2 separate regions of the Sus scrofa genome follow, and region 2 is linked to region 1. Evidence: chromatin contacts called from public HiChIP or PLAC-seq data. All regions are on one chromosome and are shown on one strand. Each heading gives the region's core, a stretch centred on a gene start, on an enhancer-like site or on the middle of the called end of the contact. The rest is flanking DNA. Distances are from core to core; before and after follow the strand shown. Region 1 overlaps KIAA1614. Region 2 has its middle 24 kb from the start of IER5.

What was found. HiChIP or PLAC-seq counts read pairs in DNA pulled down with a chosen protein or histone mark.
Region 2: a contact with region 1 is called in an H3K27ac HiChIP or PLAC-seq map of alveolar macrophages. The contact joins two enhancer-like sites. A contact is called at or near these places in 2 of 2 datasets of contacts at active chromatin or transcription factors (alveolar macrophages and skeletal muscle).

The regions. Positions count from the first base shown.
Region 1 is chr9:122,522,684-122,526,879 of Sscrofa11.1, reverse strand. It overlaps KIAA1614, which reads right to left. Exons shown (of 10, transcript XM_021063756.1): 10 at 3,808-4,196. Among named protein-coding and RNA genes, the nearest start is that of KIAA1614, 41 kb to the right of the region's middle. Within about 2 kb of position 2,234, at least 20 of the 83 cell types and tissues checked have an H3K27ac peak or open chromatin away from gene starts, as enhancers often do. A contact at or near this core is called in alveolar macrophages, where this site is marked.
Region 2 is chr9:122,655,082-122,659,604 of Sscrofa11.1, reverse strand. No RefSeq gene overlaps it. Among named protein-coding and RNA genes, the nearest start is that of IER5, 24 kb to the right of the region's middle. Within about 2 kb of position 2,099, at least 24 of the 83 cell types and tissues checked have an H3K27ac peak or open chromatin away from gene starts, as enhancers often do. A contact at or near this core is called in alveolar macrophages, where this site is marked.

The DNA.
Region 1 (4,196 bases), core at 985-3,484:
CTGCCAGGTAAGTTTGGTGGAGGATAAACAAGCAATTGTATGGGAAAAGAACCACAAAAGAGCCCTTGGTACCAGCTTCTACAGGAGCCAAGGAAAGGGGGCCTAGTCAGCATGCAGGTGGCGGGGAATGGATGCCAGGGCAGGCACCTCTGATACTTTTGAAGGCTGCCAGGGGTCCATGGGTGGGCAAAGGGAAGGTTGCTCCAACAAAGGCACACACATGAGCTAAATGACTGGGTGGATAAGTGAATGCATTGAGTTGGGAGCTGGAGAAACTGGGGAACCAAAAACTGAAGCTCCTGCCAAAAAATACCCACCTGGGGATCCTACTGCCAGGGGCCAACTTGGAGGACCATCCAGTCACTGCTCTCCACCCCAGGGCTTGGGCCTCCTCTCAGTGACAGGGATGTATAAGCAAAAATGCCTCTCCCCCCACCCCCCACCAGGGCCAGCACAATCACACCAGCCCCAGGCTAGGTCTTAGCATCTCCCACTGGCCAGTCCTGGGCCCTAAGGGCACAATGTCCCCCCTTAGTCCCAGGGCCTGTTCTATGTTGCCTTCAGAGCAAGGCCAGAAGGACATTTAAAATTATGGCTCAGGCGACACACACACACACACACACACACACACACATCTGAAAGAAGCATTTCTCACACAAAACCTGCCCTTGTCTTGTATGAGGCAGTTATTTTTTTCAAAGCTGGTCTTTCTTTAAAAGATTTCATGACCCATAGTGGTTGTGCCTGCTATTAGTAAACACTGTCCTGGAAAAAGATCTTGGCCTTCCCCCACGCCTGCCCAGGTGAAGGTCAGAGTGGCACCTGAGCTGGTCATGGGCACTGGGGGCCAACAGTGGGGTGCTCAGGGCCTCTGAAGGAGGTGAGCCCCACAGGGTTCCAGGAGGGTGGATAGAGGCTGGGAGTCCTAGAGGGCGGGTCCAAATCCTGCCTCCCCCAGTTACTAGCTGCGTGACCTTGGATAAGTAATTTAACCTCTGAGCCTCACAATCCTAGTTTGTAACCAGAGATAAGTAGTCCCTCCCTCGCAGATTCGGGACTGTGACCTTACTGTCCCCAGCAGGGCTCTGGAATGTTTGTGGAACAGGCAGAGCAGGATGGGACACGGAGCAGCGGCTTCAAGTCCCTGAATCCCCGGGTTCACCTTGGTTTCCCAAATTCCAACGCTGCCTACGGTTCCTCCATGCAAGAGCCCTGGGGACACTGCGCACACAGCGTCCCATTCCCGCTCCCTGCCACGCGCGCAGGTCCCTGCGTCGCCTCGGTCGCCCCCTCCTCCCCCGCTGGCTCCAGCTCGTGCCCCCCGCCGCGCCCGGCGCGCCGCCGCCACCTGCGCCTTTTAGCCGGGCCCCGCTCTCCGCCCAGCCCTCCAGGAGGCCCCCGCCAGCAGCCGTGCACTCCTCGAGGCAAAAGCGAGGGTCCTTGCCCTCCCGGCCTCCGGCGCCCCCCTAGCGTCTTGCCTGTGCGGGGTGGGCGCGTGTAACCCCCACGAACCCAGTGCCGTCAAACTGCAGGCTCTAAGGGCGACCGCGTCCCGCTGAACGTCGCCCGGGCCCATCCGCTGCCCCGTGGACCAAAGCAGGCAGCCTGGAGCGCGGCCTGGCCCGGCCCAGCCTCCTGCCGGCGGCGCGGCGGGGCCTCTGGGGCGGCCTCGGGGCGGGGACGGCGCGGCCTCGCGGGGCCCACCCGGCTGGCCCGACTTGCCGGCCACGCCCGAGAAACGCAGCGGCCTCGCCCGGAGGGCGCGCTGGGCGCCCGGTAGTTGCCCGCGCAGTCACCCGCCGCTGGCCCGCGACGGACCTCGGTCCCCCTGCGGGGGCGCCCCGCCGCCCCCTGCGCAGCAGACGCGCTCTCGCCTCCCACCTGCCCTCCACCACCGGCAAGAGGCGCTTCTCCACGTTCAAAGTCGGCGCCCTTCCCGCCCAGGCCTCGCCGCGAGCTCAGGGCCTGCGGCTTCCGCTGCAGAACTCGCCCTCCCGCCCCGCTCCCGTCGTCCTAAGGAGAGCGACATGCCCGAGGCGCAAGTTAGGGCCACTTTCTCTTCTGTGAGGTCGCAGTGGTAAATGCTTACCTGTGTGAGGCGACGTCTGGACACAGCGCGAACCAGCGCACCATCCGTGGAGGGGCAGGGGGCAGACGCAGAGACTTCCACACCTTTGCACCAGCTCTTTTTCCTCTGCGCCTGAAAGACCTTCCTCTTCCTGAAAGTTCCTCCTTTTAAAAAGCGTGCGTGGGCGCACTTCCTCCCCCGGCGCCTCCCCCAGCTAATCACTGATCACCCTCAGGCTCGCGCCCAGGCCTGAGCGGGCCTCCAGGTGCACCACCAGGCCAGGTGCTCCGTCTGCGCATCTCCGCAGCCTCGGGCCCCATCAAGCAGAGCCCATCTTTCTCATCTCCCCGACCTCCTGCCTGGCACGTGGCCTGGCTCCTAGTTAACACATTAGGTCCTAAGTGAAAGGGTTCTGACGGGCCTGTGGGAGGTCAGGCCGGGCTGGATCCAGCTTTCTAGGGCAGTAGCTGCCCAGGCAGAGCAGATGGGGAGGGTCCAACCGGAGGCTGGACAAATCAAAGTCTCTTCCCACCCACAGAAGTTGGGGGCCAGCATCGCTTGACCCCAGATAGGAGCACCATCCTGGCAAGGAGAGCAAGGCAGGTGGACTTCACACACAGCCCAGAGTGCCCCCCTCCCTTCCCCTTCCATCAAGCCTTTTCTGGAAAGGGGGCGAAGGCTGCAGTAGGAAGCGTGTGCCCCCAGTCAGAGGGCTCCATCATTGTGGCTGAGCTTGGTTCTCCCTCTGTGTGGCTGAAGACAGTAAACAGAACATCCCTGGCAGGACTATTTTTGGGAGGAAATAAGTTGTGTCAAGAGCCGGAGCCTGGCCCTGGGAAGTAGCAGGTGCAGCCCCTCGGAGGCAGCAGGTGCAGCTGCTCAGCACTCCTCCGAGACCTTTCCCTGCCTGAGCCCTGCCTTCGCTTCCCTTTCTTCCCCGCTGGGGCTCATTAAACTCTCCAGCCTGAGAAAAGAGAGGTGCCACTGGCCCCTAGAAACGTTTTTCAACATGAAATTTCCCCAAAGGTGTATGACCACAAGGCCACGAGCTGGGGTGCAGGAGCCGCCAGGGTTTCCCCACTCCTGTAGCATCTGCTTCGGGGCCATTTCTATGCGTTGGGGACCCCAGGTTGGTCTGAGGTGTCCCAGCACCCTCTTCACCTGTTGAAGACTGAAGCACACTTGTTCCACTGGTCCCTGTGGTCCCCATGCCCCCTCCCCATCCTGCAGTGGCAGGGGTGCTCTGGGAGCAGCAGTAAAGAGACAGTGAAGAGGGATTTTGACTGGCTCCTGCTGGCAAGGCCAAGGGGGGGCACACACACCTTCCCCAGGACTGCCCGAGCCCTTCCCTATCCCCTTTCCCTCGGCCAACATGCCTTCTTCAGCGACCTTGTCTGCTGAGAGCTGCAGCAACACTCACTTTCCTCTGCCTCTGCTGCTTTCACCACAGCCTGCACTCAGCCAGTTGCTCCGGTCCTCCTGCAGCCCGGCTGCCCCTCTCCAGGGCTTCTTAGCTCCGTTCTGGCTCCTGCTCCTAAATGCACCTTCCCCAGGGCTCCTTTCCCAGCCAAGGGGTGACCTCTGGAGGCATCTGCGTCCTCCTGGCTGTCTCCCCAGCCCTCCCGCTCTGTCATGCCAACAGCCCACCTCTGTGCCCGTGTCCCTCCCGCCCAGGCCCCTGCCTGCCTAGTGAAGGTAGAGGGAGCAATCAGCCCAGAATTTAGCAATGCAGAGTGGGAGAAGTTTGAAGCTTGCTTTTTTAATAATTTAAGACACACACACAACCATCTACTCCCAGACAGTCCCAATCCTTCGTGAGTGGGAAGCGCCCAGGTGGGACAGCCCACCCCCCTGCGCCTGCCCCGCCGTCTCCCCGCCAGTGGCCCACCCACGGCTACCCTCAGGGAGTCTGGGCAGACAGCTTGTGGCTGGGGACAGCCTGGCATCAGCTGCAGCCTGCAGGAAGACAGAGGCAGAGGGCAGGGCAGTGGGGGCAGGGCAGGGCTGACCAGAAAGAGGTCTCCGTTTCATGGTTTCCCTTCAACCTACACGTCACAAAGACTTCCCAGAAACTCTTAATATTCTGGCTACTAGATAACATCTCCCAGATGTGCTCACACCAGACCAC
Region 2 (4,523 bases), core at 850-3,349, 130 kb before region 1:
CATCCCCTGGCTCCCCTCCCAGCCCCTCTCCCAGCTTCTCCAGGCCTTGGGGAAAGAGATCTTCCACCCCTCTGGTGGTTCCCACTCCCAGTGGGAGAAACACAGGGAGCAGTGCCCACATTCCTGGCTGCCTCTGGGGCTGTTGTCAGTGGGTAGAGGCCTCCAGCACCTTCCATGAGCTATATATAGGGTGTTCACCGGGAAGCCTGGCTTGGAGAGCAGTCAGCTGCTCCCACCTCAGCCTCCCCGCTCCAGACGGGGGTTTCTCTGCTCAGACTATTGCAAACAGGGTGATCAGACAGTGATTCTCAAACTTCAGAGGACAACTGAATCACGGGGGGGGGGGGGGGGTGCGCCGCTGATAAGCTCAGATCGCTGAGTCCCAGCCCGAGGGTTTCTGATGCAGTAGGTCCAGGGAGAGCCTGGGAGTCTGCATGTCAAGTTCCCAAGTGACGCCAATGCCACGGGTCCAGAACCCACACTTTGAGAACCCCTGTCGTAAAAGCCATGACTCATACCATCTGCGGTCAGCCACTCGGGTCTGGAGTGTGGAGAGGATTGGGGAACGTGGAGGGGAGGGATGGGGCTGGGAAGGCACAGGACTGAGGACCAGCCACCCACCTTGGGATCCGCCACACACAGGTGGTGTACACAGGGGTGATGATTTAGATGCTCACGCCGCCGTTAGTGTAGCAATTTGGGAATCAGAGCCTGGAGGTGAAATGCCCTGGCGATTTATTGACAATTTTCTCCTTGCTGTCTCTCTCTCTCTCTCTCTCTCTCTCTCCCTTCTACTCTTGGGTGTGGGGGACCACCGAGTGAGCTGAGCCGAGGGTCTCTAAGCATACCCAACCACCTGACCATAAGGTGGGGCACAGTACGGAGTCCAGAGAGCATGACTCACTGGCCAGGAGGGGGTGGGGGCCCAAAAGACAGGGACAGGGAGGAGGCAAAGACAGCACAAGCCCCTGCGGCCACTGTCTTCTGCTGGCGATTGGCCCTCTCCCCTCCTGGGCTCCTCCAGAGGGCTCAGCCAGAGCCAGAAAACTGCCAGATTTCCAGAAGAGTGGGAATCTAGTCCCTGGGGAAGTGGAGGGGGTGGCTGTGGGAGAAGAGGCCACCCCTGTGGTGAAGGTGGCATCCAGACTTTCTGCCTGGCCCCAACCTCCCATCCCTCATTGGTCCCCTGGGGTCAGGAGACCTGGGAGGAGAGAGACAGTCCTTCTGCACACCAGTGGGTGTGGCTCTCAGGGCACAGGACTGCCAGGGAGGGTGGGAAGCAGATGCCCTATGGCTCAAAGAGGTAAGGACAAAAGGCCAAGAAAGCTGAGCCAGCACCTCCTGAGTCATTTCCCAAAGAGCTTCCCAGTAGCCAAGGGGCTTGATGTGACCAGGACCTGCCTTAACTGTAGGCTGAGGGGGCAGGTAGTGGATAAGTTAAGGGGCAGCATCCAGGCAGATTTCCTGCCCCCGAGGAGTTTCCATTGTGGCTCAGCAGTAACGAACCCAACTAGTACCCATGAGGACGCAGGTTCAATCCCTGGCCCTGCTCAGTGGGTCAAGGATCCTGCGTTGCTGTGAGCTGTGGTGTAGGTCGCAGGCGTGGCTTGGATCTGGCACGGCTGTGGCTGTGGCATAGGCCGGCAGCCGTAGATCTGATTTGACCTCCAGCCTGGGAACTTCCATATGTCGTGGGTGCATCCTTAAAAAGACAAAAACAAAAAAATAAAAAACTGTCTTTTATCGGCTATAATAGGGCCAGTAATGAGTTTCCATTGCTTTGGAACTCAACGTATTTGGAGGGAAACATGGGGTGGAAGGCAGAGAGGAAGGCTGAAAAATGCTGGGATTCTTCTCTGCAGTCAAAAGCTGTCATCTGGGAGAGGGTGTAGGGTGGACAGGTTGGCAAGTGGGGGACAGGGAAGTCACTACCCTGGCTGATGGCCTCTCACTTGCACCAGAAGAGCATCTCGGATGCACCACCTCTGGCCCTGTGAGCCACATGCTGGGCCCCTCCCTGCCTCCACACCCTGGCCTCTTCCAGCCTTCCACTTGTGGGGCCTGTTGCAAGACTCCCTTGACCCATGTTTACAGAATGCTCCAAAGAATGGCCCCATTGCCAAAGGCCTGAGTCACCCGGCCTCGTCACCCTTTGCTCCTCTGCTCTGGCCTTCCCACCAGAGCAGGGATCCCGCTCAGCAACATTTCTTCACAAGGCCTCACCCCTCAGGAGGCCAAGCAGGCTTCCCAGACCTGCGTTTTAACAAACACAGGCAGGAGGACAAGAAAGGACGCTTTGGTGTGTGCCTGGTATATGCAGGGGCTAATGCAGACGCTCGCACATAGATGATCCGATATTATAAACCTTGTGGGTTGTTATGACACCCCTTTTTCAGCTTCTGTTTTCAGAGGCAACAGAAGCAGAGAGGTGAAGTGGTTGGACCCAAAGACAAAACTGGTGAGCAGCAGAGCCACGAGCGGACCCTGGCTGTCTTCACCCGGGCTCCCCCCAAAGCAGAGCCAGACTACATATGAGTAGTATATTTGGGAAGTGACCCAGGGAGGCAAAAACAGGGCAGGAAGGAGTGCCGGTACACTCACTAGTGACTATGAAGCTGTCCATAAAGGCTGACTGGCTGACCAGTCCTACGGGACCCTCGGAGGACACTTTGAAATGTATTTCAAAGTCATCCGCGGGAAGAAAAGGGGAAAGCATGTATCAGCTGGCCAAGAGTTTTCCCACAGGGATTTACTCCTCTGTATTTCTGGGCTGCATATGCACAAGGCTGAGAACAGTTCCCAGAACTGGCCACAGCAGCAGAGGCTGGAATAAGACCCTAGACCCTGAAGGCTTGAACCGGTGCCTCAGGGCAATGCTCCGGTCCCCCACGAGTCCCACCACACCAGCCAAGACAGGCTGAGTAACTTACACGTGGCCACCAGGGCGCTCAGGGGAAGAGCCAAAAGGTGAATCACAGTCCCTAACTCCCATGCATTCATTCAACAAATATTTATTGCAGGCCCACTATGTGCTGGACCCTGGGGCTTAGCAGTGAACAAGGAAGGCAAGATCCTTGCTCTTGTGGAGCTTTAATTCTAGCGAGGGAAGGGAGTCGTAGGCCATGAGCAATTAAACAAATACACAGGGCTAACTATGTGTATAGGCGCTGTGCTGAGTTCTGGGAAACCCCAGAAGAAGTTTTCTTGTCAGTCAGGGAGACGGGGGAGCAAAGCCCCACCATCCAATATGGTAACTGCTGCGATTTGCGCAGCACGCCCTCCTCTGGGGTGGGGAGCATCAGGCAAAGCTCTCTAGAAAAGGTGAAACACACAAGCCCTCTGGAAGGCCAGTGGCCTCTGGCATTGGGGAAGGGAAGGGTGTGCTCCGGGGAGAGGGAACAGCATGGGCAGAAACGGAGAGGCACGGGGGTACACAATGCCCTGGAAACCTGCAAATAGTTCAGTGTGACTTGATGGGGCTATACATGCCGGACAGGGTCAAAAGATGTGGCAGAAAAGGTGGGCAGGGGACGAACTGCAGAGACCTGAGTACCTAATACGGAAGCATTCGGGTTTAATTCGGAAAGTGAAGGCAAACCTCGCTTAGGGCTCTGGGTCCAATTAGCTCTCAAACATCTCTGCCAAGAAGGGAGATAACACCAATCAGTCAACGTAGAAATAGGTCCTGGTGACCTTGGTGCTCCCGAGACCACTTAGCTCTCGACATTTGAAGAGGCACAGGAGGCAGGGGGCTCTCTCCTGGTCACTCTGTCCAGTGCGCCAGCCTCAAGGTCAGTTCCTCTGAGGCTGAAGAGTGCATCCTCTACCCCATGGCTTTCAGCTGCCAGCTCAGCCCCGCCCCTCCTCAGCCTTGCCCTCGGCAGGCAGAAATCCCAGGGCTGCCTCCCTGAGGTCTGTGACATTGAGGACTCTGAGCTCAGGCAAGGTGCCTCTGGCCCTCCTTGGGTTTGCATGAAATACTCACCAGGGCTTTCCAGCTGAACCCCACCACTGAAAGCTAAAACCAGAAAAGCAGCCAGCATCTGGCTGCCTCCTTTGAAGAGGCCCATCACATCCATCATCTGGGCAGGAGAAGAGCTTCCTGCAGCCCACAACAGCATCCCACCATTTCCCCGCAGAGCGCTTGTCAAACTGAGCCCCTGGCTTCCGTTCATCCTTCAAAGCAAAGAGCCGTGCGATGATCTGAACGCAGACAAGAGCAAAACTCCCAGCAGCAGCCTTCCTGTTCTCAGATTCAGAATGCAATTCCCTGCCAGCATCCTCCTATTCCAGAGAGGTTCTGAGATGACCCAGGACACTGTTCCTAGAGTTCAGAGAAGGTCGAAGACCTTTCTTAAGCTTGCAGCCAGGACCTGGGGTCAGCTTCAGAGTCCTTCCACTCACAGGCATGGAGCCAAGACAGCAACAGTGGCTCCTAACCCTTGCTCTGGTGTTTTGTTTTTGATTTTTTTTTTTCTCCTTTGACTTGTCCTTACCCTTAGCAAAATTCCCTTGTCCTAGAT